2 separate regions of the Sus scrofa genome follow, and region 1 is linked to region 2. A link is a contact called in public HiChIP or PLAC-seq data. All regions are on one chromosome and are shown on one strand. The core of a region is the stretch at or near the end of the contact, and the rest is flanking DNA. Distances in the headings are between cores, read along the strand shown. Region 1 has its middle 55 kb from the start of CXCL2. Region 2 overlaps LOC102166306 (alpha-fetoprotein-like).

Evidence for each region. HiChIP or PLAC-seq counts read pairs in DNA pulled down with a chosen protein or histone mark.
Region 1: a contact with region 2 is called in an H3K27ac HiChIP or PLAC-seq map of alveolar macrophages. The contact joins two enhancer-like sites. A contact is called at or near these places in 1 of 47 Hi-C or Micro-C datasets (embryonic fibroblasts) and 2 of 2 datasets of contacts at active chromatin or transcription factors (alveolar macrophages and skeletal muscle).

What each region holds. Positions count from the first base shown.
Region 1 is chr8:70,099,261-70,105,308 of Sscrofa11.1, forward strand. No RefSeq gene overlaps it. Among named protein-coding and RNA genes, the nearest start is that of CXCL2, 55 kb to the right of the region's middle. Within about 2 kb of position 2,796, at least 9 of the 83 cell types and tissues checked have an H3K27ac peak or open chromatin away from gene starts, as enhancers often do. A contact at or near this core is called in alveolar macrophages, where this site is marked.
Region 2 is chr8:69,758,328-69,764,602 of Sscrofa11.1, forward strand. It overlaps LOC102166306 (alpha-fetoprotein-like), which reads left to right. Exons shown (of 14, transcript XM_005666743.2): 13 at 3,753-3,885. Among named protein-coding and RNA genes, the nearest start is that of AFM, 55 kb to the left of the region's middle. Within about 2 kb of position 1,749, at least 8 of the 83 cell types and tissues checked have an H3K27ac peak or open chromatin away from gene starts, as enhancers often do. A contact at or near this core is called in alveolar macrophages, where this site is marked.

The DNA of each region.
Region 1 (6,048 bases), core at 1,546-4,045, 340 kb after region 2:
GAATTTATTTTCACTGTGGCTGAGCCCTCCTTCCCTAAAGGGAACATAGAGAATTTGGGTTAGAGAAAGCAAAATCACACAACTATTTTCCAAGATAACAAGTGATGGGTAATATTTTGCAGATCATATTGAAGGAGAGCAAAACTTTCTAAGGGTAGAGAATAATAAAGATCACTCAATAATTCATTTGATTTTTTAAAATAAGCGTATAACTATAGAAATCAGGGTTGAATAATATGGGCTCCAAAATAGGAAATAGACATTCCTGCAAAGACAGTGGGGCACAGAAGCAGCTTGGGGCATTCAGAAAAGGATCAAACAATGGTGCTAGAATATATCTGTGGACCTGGGAAATAAGGGGTATAGCAGTAGTACTGAGCTCTCTCAGCTATCCACCTGCAGGTTTTGTGCTTCCAGAACTCGAGATGCTAAATTCTGACAACTCAATGAGAAAGCATCAGTACCAGGGCACACAGGATGTGGTCCACTGAACCTAAAACTCTAACTGCCACCTGGTCACTTTGGGCTCCTCAAGCTGGTGGACAAGGGAGTTCCCATCCTGGTTGTAATGACTGATCCTACTTATCACGTGGAGTTAGGATAGCTGGTATTTGAGAACTTGTGATGCTTCTATGCCATGGGAGAATGGAAGAAGTGGAATTTCAAAATTACCAGATAATGGAATGATAAGGAAAAGACAACTACAAGCTCGAACCCCTCAGGGGTGAAGGTCTAGGTTCCTCCATCAGGGAAGCAAATGAAATCAGCTCAGTTTCTAACTAAGGATAATGAGAATCTAGAATGAATGCGAAGGAGGGAGAGGACAAATATCAATGATGAGCTAGGACCAGTTGCAGTCATGAGGAGTATAGCTTGTTCTGAAAACAAACAGGCCCTTTGGGGCTTCTGGGCACCTGAGCATTTCTGTCCCCCATTTCTTGTTTTTAGGGAATAAGCTTCAGGCTCCAAGATCTTCCCTGAGTTCCAAAAGGTGGGTTCCAACAGTTGCTTATCATGGAAGGGAGGGGATGCAGAGAAGAGGGAGGAGCTGTCAAGAGAACATAGTGCAGCTTTGGGGCAGGGTCCTGGTTCCTCCTCAAGGAATATACATAACAATATCTGTGATTTCTTCTGCAGAACTAACCGCACCCTCTCCCACCCCATAAGTGGAAGATGTCAATGGAACATTCTTTATTCTGGAAAGAAGACCACCAGACCACTAACATCGGCTTTGAAAACAACGCAAGCTTGCCTCTACCCTGATCCTTAACTTAAGCCCTATTTTTCACTCCCCAAACTATAAAACCACCTCCCAATCTCTCCTAAGCGGGGGGCACAGCCCTTGAGGCATTAGCCTGCTGTGACCCTTCTTTACCTGGCAAAGCAATAAAGCTATCTTTCCTCCTTTGCCCAAAACTCTTGTCACCTTGTTTCTATTTGTCACCTGTGAGCAGAGAGGCTGAGCTCTGGCCACAGTTCCAATAAGACTCAGTGACCAACTGAACTCAATATGGAGCACCAGTGGATCTGATTAGCATGAGAGGCGGCCTATGACATGCATTTATATTTTCCATGTTGCATACCCTAAACGCTCCTCTGCTTTCAGTCACAAGAGTGGGGAAGAGTTTCACACAATCTCAGATTCACCTTGCTTCCCATCTCAAGAGCAGACATCTTCCTGCATTCTGCTTTCACAGCTCTCCTCCAAGGTGATGGGAGTGTGCCTGACAAATACAAGAATAGCTACAAGGGGGAGATGTGAGTTAATACCCCTGGGTGAGAAGGACTGATGGTTATGTGCTTCAGACTCCAGGCCTTTAAGGGAGAATATTCTGTCTGCTTCCTGGAAAGTCCAGTGGGCTGGAGACCCTGTTGCCCGCAGCAGCAACTCCAGGAGGCGTGCTCACTTACATTGGCTTTCGCTCTTGCCTGTTCCACTTCTCTGCTTCCTCACTCTGGTGTCCTGGATCCCTGCACAAATGAACTACCAGCACTCAAGGCAATGACTCAGATTCGGATTTGAGCAGAGTGTATATTATGGCAATTCTTCAAAAAAAAGAAGAGAGAGATCAAGAAAAGCAAAAAAATGCTTTTTTTCCTCTTCCTTCTTCTTTCTTTCTTTCTTTTTTTTTTTTTTTTTTTTTTTTTTTTTTTTTTTTTTGTGGCATAAGGAAGTTCCTGGGCTAGGGGTCGAATGGAAGATGCAACTGAGGTCTACACCGCAGTCACAGCAACACTGGATCCGAACTTCATCTCTGACCTGCACTGCAGCTTGTGGCAACGTGGGGTCCTTAACCCACTGAGTGAGGCCAGGGCCTCAAACCTGCATCTTCATGGAGACTGCGTTGGGTTCTTAACCTGCCGACCCACAAGGTGAACTCCCCCAAAATTCTTTTGTCAACAGAAATACATCTCTTTCTGGGAGTTCTGTAGAGTGTAAAAGCATTTATCTTTCCATTGCTGTATTGCTCATTTTAAAGTTATTTGGCTTCCATTTTTTGGTCCTTTGTTGTCTTCTCTTTTTAGGAAATAGCCAGTTACCCCCAAAACACTTACTGTGGTTTGGTTGCAAGATGGTGGCAGTGCAGCCCCCGATCCTCCACCCCTCATTTTCTCTAGTTTAATGTGACAGTGAACAAAGTTAAGACACTGCTGTATTTCTGAGATATGCTTCATACTTGCTCAAGAGGTTATAGTTTTTATGTATTTTCCCAGGGGGCCTGATCCTACAGTCCCTGTGGTTAGCTGTATTTGTAGGTATTTGGCAATGACTCTAAACAGCTAAGTGTGGCTGGCCTTTGGAAAACACTGGGCTGTGAGTCAGAGGGCTTTGATTCCTTTTACGATTCTACTTCTTATGCTGAGAAACCTCCTAACCACTCTGGGAATTTTTCCATCTGTAATGGAGCCACCCAGCTCTTATCTGTACCCCAGACTAAGAGAAACAGAGTTAAGAGCTCTTGGAGCCTCTTGGATTCTTAAGTTAGAAATGGGCCTGAGTCGACTGCACTTTCTTAGGTTTAAAATCTAAAGTATTTCCATTAATTGTTTTATTTTGATATGGTTGGAAATATGCTTTGATGACAAAAGATGTAAGAGTGATCTTTTGTCCTTCTATTGAATAAATGAATTCTGATACAAGGAGATTACTTATAACTGAGGGAAACAAAATCATTTAAAATACTGAATAGCCTATTAGTTTTATACATCACTTTTCTGAACCTCATCCGGACCAAGTCAAGAGCATATGGCCTTCTAATAGCAAGGATAGATTCCTTTGGCTAAAACAATGAACCGATCTACAGGATACTCCTGGGAAGTGAAGCATGGCCTTTAAGAGGACACTGGTAGAACACGCACATAAACCTCCCCTGTGCTAAATCCCTAGGTAAGAAAATAAAGGTTGGGAGAGAGGAAGCTCATTTCTTATTAATTTATTTTTGGTACAGGGGTGTGGGTGTGGGTGGGTGTTTAGAGGTGGCTTCTGTTTGTGTGCTGTTAGGTGGTTGGCTGTTCATAAGAGGTAGTCTGCAATGAAATATGACCACTCCCAATGTGGTGTTCTATGAGAGGTGGCTTTTATTTCTGCAAATTCTCTTTGAAGTGGACTGATAAAAGTTATGGCCCATTCATTGATCTCAGGATCACTATACCCAGATCAATGACTTCCCTCACCTGCAACACTCAGGTGGGGGTGGAGATGGGGTGGGGGTGGGGACAGTTTAACTGGGAAGGAGGGGTGAGGTGCTGGAAAGCAGATTCTGGTTTGCCAGAGAGCACTGACCAAGCTCTAGGTGCCAAGATGCAAGGACAAGAGGGAAGCAAAAATGCTTGGGAAAGAAAGTGGGGATGGGACAAAAAGAAAAATTAACAATCGTGACCTTGCAATTTTGCCTGGTGAACCCAAAATACGTCCAGGTTAGTGCAAAGATGACAAAGCTTCTCCCTATCAACTCATCTCGGTTTTCCCAGTCATCTGGTCCCCAACTGGAAAGACAAAGAAAGAGGTTAATTAAAAAGAGCCGAAAAAGCAAAATTCTATATATTACTGTGCGCGCGCGCGCACACACACACACACACACACACACACACACGCGAGTGTTTGAGCACACCTCCCTCTTCATCCTTCACAGCCAATATATTAAAAGCACTAAAATTCCTATCCCCAAACTTCAATCTTTTATAATTATCATGCAATAAATACATCAAGAAATGCACCGAAGAAACTGATGGTTCAGAACAAGAGAGATGAAACAGCTAGTACAGGGTTACCTGCAGGATTGGATAATGGGTTTTTGAGGGGGTGCAAGGCTATACAAATATGCCCCAAACTGGTGAGTATTCAATTTAAAGTTAAAATCATGATTTAATCACTGATTCTTCTACATTCTATTCCTCAATATCTTTTTAGTCCAAGTTGACCACTCCAGCTCCATTTTCTCTATTCATACATTTGTCACCTGGAATATATTTATTAGCCAACTTATAAGGCATCCTCAATTCTTCTCTTTGCTCACACACTCCACATGTAATATAGCAGGAAACTTTGTTGGCTCTACTTTCAAAATCCAACCAGTGGCACTGCTACCCTCCTCGTCTGGGCCTCCATCAGTAGCCACCTGAATCCTGAAAGACTAACAGCTCTTCACTGGTAGCTTTAAGCTCATCTAGGTCTACTCTTTTTTTGTTTTCTTTTCTTCTTCTTATTTTTTTTTTTTCGGCATACTCACAGTGTACTGAAGTTCCCAAGCCAGGGATGGAATCTGAGCCACAGCTGTGACCTATGCAACAGCTGCAGCAACAGCAGATCCTTTAACCCACTGCTCGGGCCAGGGTTTGAGCCTGCACCTCCACAGGGACCCTACTCACTGCAGTTAGATTCTTAACCCACTGCACCACAGCAGGAACTCCTTTGTCTACTCTTGACACACTTTCCAATGAGGTGCTTTCAAAATATGTCAGACAAGGACTTGCCTCTATGTAAATCCACCATTTGCTCCCCTCTCATTCAGAGTTGATGTCCAAATCTTTAGACGTGTCACTGGGTTTTACACGCTGTGGCTCTTTATTTCTCCTCTGACAACCCTTAGGACAGTGTTTTCTCCTTGTTCACTCACTCCAGCCCCATGGGGCTCCTCACTCTTCCTTAAACATACAGCAGGCATGCTTCCAGGTTAGGAAAGTTTATTCTGCCTGGAATTCTCTTCCACTAGATGTATACGTGGCTCAATCCCTCACTTTCCTGAGTTATTTGCTCACTACTCCCCTTCTCCACAAGGACTACTCCAAGCTGACTCCACTGGGTTTGTTTGTTTGTTTGTTTGTTTTCTTTTGGTATATCCCTCTCTGTTTTTAAGCACTTCCTTAATTTCTGGCATAAGAAACTGTTCCAGAATCACCTCATACTTTCTCTTCAGTGCTCTCAAGCCTTCGGTAAGGTGCTCTTTGCACCTGCAGGAATCAGTGTGTGAATATTGTCAGCAATGACAATGGAAAGAGGAGGGGCCCAGCCTTCTTCTCTTCACGGACACCTGCTCAAGGCCGCAGGTGTCTGTCACCCACAGGTCACGCTGCAGAATGACAGATGACCACAGCGTGTGCATAAATTCCTTTAGGACTCCATTATCTCCAGGGTTCCAATTGTTTTATAAATGTTTTCTTAAATGAATTTAAAAATAAACATAGTCGTGATGGAATAACGAAAGAAAAAAGCTGAGATATTTCTGTGATCTGCTGGTTCTGAGTCTATAGACAGCAGAAAAGAATTGTTTTGGTTTACTACATTTTCAACATTCTACTGACAACAGAGTAAAGTGGTTAAAAAGAATTATGAGAAAGCATATTTGATGCTATTTCTGATCAATCTCCAATTTGGGATGGTTTTAAGAAAATATTTTAAAATGTAACAGTAAATTGAGTTTTCTGATCAAATCAGTGTGAAATAAGGAATTGCCTTGAACTTAAATTGAAACCACAAAACCAGCGGATGAATTCTGAGTGGAAAGCACCAAGTCCAAGAATTATTGTTATAGTGTTTACAGAGACAAG
Region 2 (6,275 bases), core at 499-2,998:
TCTTCACCCCAAACCAATCCTGAGCCTAGAGGTCAGATATTCCCATGGCCCAGGCGTTCTCCCTTGGCATGAATGCTGCTGATGGTGGATATGATGCTAGGGCCCCCACGTGGAATTGACCAAAGGTGACTATCCTAAGAGAAACCAAGGGGTGAAATTCTGGTTACCCTGAATCAATACGATGCATTGAAAACAATCCATCTCCTGGCAGTGGGGCAACTCCTTTACAGTGGCTACTCACCCTTCCTGCTCTCCTCATATGCCCTGATCCTGTCCTCAGGAGAAAGCAGACCCTGGTCCTCAGAGTTCCTTCTCCCTCAAGATCATTCGTGGTGGCTTAGTTCTAATTAATTTATTTGCTCTAAGATATGCTGTAGTAGGGCCTAGATAGGATTAGTCCAACAATATCATCTTGCCAAGTGAGGCAAAGTTTTTTGGGAATAAAGATATTCTCATGGTCAGAAAGCATGAAGTTGTTACTTGTTCTGTTTTATGGCAGTAAAATTCACAAGCCAGCTGACCCCTGATGTCCTTTCTTCAGCTCCCAAGGTGAGCTGATCGCCAGCTAGACCTCACAACATCCCAGTGGGCATCCAAAGACCACTGTAACACCCAGTTCTCCATTCTTTCTTCAGCCGAGGCTTGGTGTGAGAATATCACGAGGAAGAAGTCTGCTTTACTTCTGGAGTTCAGGCTTTGCTTTCTCTGGTGGAAATTCTCTGGCACCCTTTATGCATGTCATCTCACCAAATCCTTACTGCAGATTCAGGAGGTAGCTAATATTACTACTCTATTTTAATTGTGAGGAAACTGAGGCTGAACAGGCAAGGAAAACTGGTAAGAGAGCTTGCAAAAAGTAAACAAGTTGTTGAGCTGGAATTTGCACCCAAGTTACCTGGCTCAAAGTACATATGCATAACTATCAACATGCAGCTGTTAGTGTGCCCTAAACAGGGGGTAATATTGCTGGTTATAATTTTTAAAACATGAAACTCTTCATATAAGGGCTAGATAATAAAAAGTGTGAAATATTAGGAAGCATCCCTGTCCTGGTGAATTCACCGTGTTTTCTGTGTGAAGAAAGCAGTAGCATAGAGACAGCTAGTGTAGAAACTTCTGGAATGTTCTGGGGGATACATATTGGAAGTCAAAGGTCAGTCTAGACAAAACCCTCCAACTTCCTGGGATAGTGGTAGGGGATCTCTCCATGGCTTTCACCCCTATATAGTTCTGGCTAACCATCATAGTACACACACACACACACACACACACACAGACAGAGAGAGAGAGAGAGAGAGAGAGACAAGAGAAGGGGCTCCTGGCGGAGAAAGACGAAATTCAGCAGGAATATAAAGAGAAGGCAGAAATGAAGTCAGGGAATAAGATAGAGAAAATAAAAAGAAAATGGAAATTTAAAGTAAAAAGAATTTACCATCCATCGAAGAAAAAAGCTGAGTTAAGATTGAAGATAGTATATTCAGACTAGAATGTGCTTTACATGATGAAATAGTGAATAAAGGTAATGAAAATAAAGGATTAATGTCAGAAATGAAACACTGAGGACAATTTGATGGCATTAGGATCAAAAATGGGATCTATTTAGAAGGTAAATCAAACATTTTAAAACTAAAAGAATAAATAGAGTTAGGGGAAATATTTTGAAATAGCAGGCAGAGAGAGCAGGGTGGGGTGGGAGGAAGTGAACAGGAGAGGCAAAACCACTGCCAGCAGATCACGAGGATGTGACAGGTTGTTGCTGTGGCAGGAAGGTCTCCTTCCAAATGGCTTAGCGTCCCCAGTTGCAGAGGAGGCGGCTTCTATATGGAGTGCCACGGAGGGGTAACCTGACATACTGATACCCCTGCTGTAAATCTCTTTCCCAGACCTGCCTTCGCCTAATGAGACCCTCTACCCCCATTACTTATCCCATCACGATGGGAGTGTTTTTCCTTGTTAAATAAGCAGCTGCTGCCCGATCTGGAAACTCAGCAGTCATAATTGTCTGCCCTCTACTGGTCGCTTATGGGAAGTGCATCCAGAAACCAGCGGACCCAGCAAGGCCGAGGAGAGCAGAATAGCTCAAGTGACTGAGGCGTAGGTGGGAGAGCGGAGAGGAATGTTCTGGGGTGAGACTAAAGGGGTTGGAGGGGACCAAGCCTTGAAAACACTTGGAATCCTAATGCTTGTGAGGAAAGAGAAGAAGGGTCTATATGAGGGAGGCTTTCTACCTCCTCTGTTAGGTTTCTCTATCGTTGTTAACTCTACAGCTCTCAGCCTCAGGGAAATTATAAACATGCTTATCAGTTATTTGCTGAACGAATAAATGAATACATAGGAGAGAAGCTGTGACAATGTGGGACTCAGGGAGAAAGGAGATCATAGTTGGAAGCCATCAATAATTTGAAATGTAAGCGAGTTGCAAGCTGTGCTATTATAATTATTCATTATCTTTGCCATAAGATAACGAAATAATTAATAAAATTATTCAGATTATCTTTGCCACTGTTCATTGAGTGCCTTCATTGTGCCAGTTACTATACCCAGCCCTTTAATATAGTATTGTTTTTGGTCCTTACGAAAACCTTGAGATGTAGGTGTTCAAATTTTCTTTCTTTCTTCCTTTCTTTTTTTTTTTTTTTTTGTCTTTTTGTTTTTTTAGGTCCGCATCCATGGCATATGGAGGTTCCCAGGCTAGGGGTCCAATCGGAGCTGTAGCTGCTGGCCTATGCCAGAGCCACAGCAACACCAGATCTGAGCCGCATCTGCAAACTACACCACAGCTCATGGCAATGCTGGATCCTTAACCCACTGAGCGAGCCAGGGATTGAATCTGCATCGTCATAGATGCCAATCATTCATTTCTGCTAAGCCACCATGGGAACTCCTCCTGGAATATTATTTTGTTTAATAGAGTAATAAACATCAGGCTATAATTTTGAATGTTCAAAGTGATTGAAACAGCAATGTCTATATATAGTTGCGGGGGAAATTTATTCTGTGAAGGAAATCTGAAAAGATTGTCAAACCACTGAAGTTCTAAATTAGAGTATTGGTTTTATTGTTAATAACATCTAAGAAGTCCTCAAACTTCCAGGTGTGTTACACTCGTAATATTCATTGGGAAGTTAGTTGTTTAGAATCAATATCATATATAACAAAATGTTATAGGAAAAGCTAATTTACTTTATAACCTATTAACCATCCAATGCAATGAAAATGTACCCTAGTAATAATCACATAAAGATAATTAAATTTATATAATAATTATCTGATGAGATATTCTTGATATGTTGACTAAAACGTGAAGATGGAGATGGTCATTGTGAAAACTATGAAGACATCAGAGCATTTTCAGGGCCTTTAAACTGAAGAGTGAGAGCTATACACAGGTATGAGTGGTGTGCACACTCAGGGAGTGTCTGTATTTTCACTCATTTTTTCTTTCTTTCTTTCTCTCTCTCTTTTTTTTTTTTTTTTTTTTTTTTTTTTTTGCTTTTTAGGGCCACATGTGCAGCATATGGAAGTTCCCAGGCTAGGGGTCGAATCAGAGCTGTAGCTGCTGGCCTATGCCACAGCCACAGAAACACAGGATCCGAGCCACATCTGTGAACTACACCGAGGCTCAAGGCAATGCTGGATCCCCAACCCACTGAACGAGGCCAAGGATCGAACCTGCGTCTCATGGATACCAGTCGGGTTTGTTACCGCTGAGTCATGACGGGAGCTCCCTTTACCACTCATTTTTGATTCAGGTTCCTCAGCCACCTTGTGAAACAGAAACCACATGCAGCTGAGATGAAGTTCCAGTCAATTATTGTGGATTTTGCTCATCTGGTGGAGAGGTGCTGCCAAGCAGAGAAAAGTGAAATGTGTTTCCAAAAAGAGGTACCCATGTTTCCTTGTCTGTTCTCTTAGCTCTCTTAGGGCTTATTAAAGTAAAAAAAAAAAATCATTTCTCTATTCCAATCATAAATGAATGAGGAGACAATCAGAGTCTAGGTGGACTGGAGTAACTGACTATAGTTGTGCTTAAGATATGTTGATACTTATGTCCCTTTGGAGGAAGTAGGCATGTTGGACATAAATAGAGACGAACTGAGATGTTTAGGACTGGGGATGGGAGGAAGAAGGAGGAGTTACAGACCTTGATCATTGTAGAGATGTGGTGTCCTTGGAAATACAGGGAATTTCTGAAGAAATAACAGTTTAAAGACCTGTCTGGGCAAATGGGAGCTTTGTTCTAGAAATTTCTGAAGGCACAATCAGAAAGAGTCACCAAATGTAGTTTGGGGCTTAGTTAGGAAACAAGGTGAAAAGGATTTCATTTTCTCAGTGGCAGATCATTAGACTAGCAGTTGAAAAATAGAAGAAAAATGACTAGGAAAAAAAAGTTTATCTGTGCAGACACGCCACATTGATTACCAGGAGATTGTTTTCTGTAATTAATCTAATTGCGTATCGTTAATAAGCAAATGATTTTTCATAAGATGATAAAGTTGTGTGACTTAAATTTCTAAACTTATGTGACATAAATGTCATGGTAATCCCACCATCAGTCCGTGGCACAGAAAATTCATGTAAATTCATGGAGGGACCTGGGATGGACCACTCTCTCAGGACATGACTTGAAAAGCAGAAACTTGCATGCAGTAGGTAATTGCATCTGAGTAGAGGAATGCAAGTGGTTAAAAAAATAAAATGAAGCAGCCCTTAAAGTCAAAAAACATGCTGGGCCTAGGTAGAACTGGGGTTTAGAAATGGCCCAGGAAAACGTTTTCATAGATAACAATTTCCATGAGCGCCTTAATTGCCTTTGGTGGCTCTTTTCTACTTTTTCAGCCAAACTGTACACATGTATGTATGTATGTATGTATTTAGCTTTTTAGGGCCACACTTGCCGCATATGGAAGTTCCCAGCTAGGGGTCGAATCAGAGCCACAGCCACAGCAACATGGGATCCGAGCCACATCTGCAGCCTGTACCAGAACTTGTTAGAAATAAAAATTACCAGACCCAACCCTGGATCTATTGAATCAGAACCCCTGTGGTGGAAAACACTGTTTTTGTTTTAATAAGTCTTCCAAGTGATGCTGATACAGGAAAATTTTATTTCAAACAAGCTTATGGCAACATCAGATCCCCAACCTACTGAGCGAGGCCACGGATTGACCCTGCATCCTCATGGATCCTAGTCGGATTCATTTCCACTGAGTCACGCGACGGGAACTCCAATGTGCTTATGCTAAAACTTATATAACTACAGTGTAGTCAAAGGTAGCAAAACTACAGTCCTCTAGCTACCAGCTCCACTCTCTGTTCATGTAAATAGGTTGTGTTGGCACACAGCCCTGCCCATTTATTTATGTGTCATCTATGGCTACTTTTTGCCATAACAGAATTGAAGAACTGTGACAGACTGTATGAACTGCAAAGCCCCAAATATTTGGTATCTGGCCATTTACAAAAAAGCTTTGCTGACTCTCAGACTAGCTGATACGAAAAATGAAGATAGTCATCTATACGAGGGTCCATTTATTTATTATAAAGCCTTTTTACTTTCGATAAACATTCAGAAAACACAGCTCTACCTGAGTAACAACCCCATATCTACGAGATAAACAGTTTTGCCTGTGCCTGAGAATTCCTGAGGGAGTTTCCTTGAAGTATTCTTGTTCTTGAGTGGATACTTCTTACTTGAACACTTTCATCAATAGAGAGATTTCTGTGTGTTTTTTCCCACACTTTTGGCCCAACAGCAATCTTCCACTTAATAATTGAAACACACACATGGTTTCTGCTTCCCTCCTTTTAAGATTTCCCTAAAGAAGAAAGAAGGAGCTCTCTGAAGAATATATTGTGTTAATGAAAATGTTAATTAAAATTAGTGTTTTCAGATTAAAATGCTTATTATATGTAATTATGTATCATCGCTGAAGTTTGATCACGTTTACCTTTGTATAATTTTCCTAAGGTGGTGCTTCTGAAATTTTCCTGTATCAGCATCACGTGGAAGACTTATTAAAACAAAATCAGTGTTTTCCACCACAGGGGTTCTGAGTCAATAGATCTAGGTTGGGGTCTGGTAATTTTTCTTTCTTTTTTTGTCTTTTTTTTTTGCCATTTCTTGGGCCGCTCCCGTGGCATATGGGAGGTTCCCAGGCTAGGGGTCTAATTGGAGCTGTAGCCACTGGCCTACACCACAGCCACAGCAATGCGGGATCCGAGCCGCGTCTGCGACCTACACCACAGCTCACAGCAACGCCGGATCGTTAACC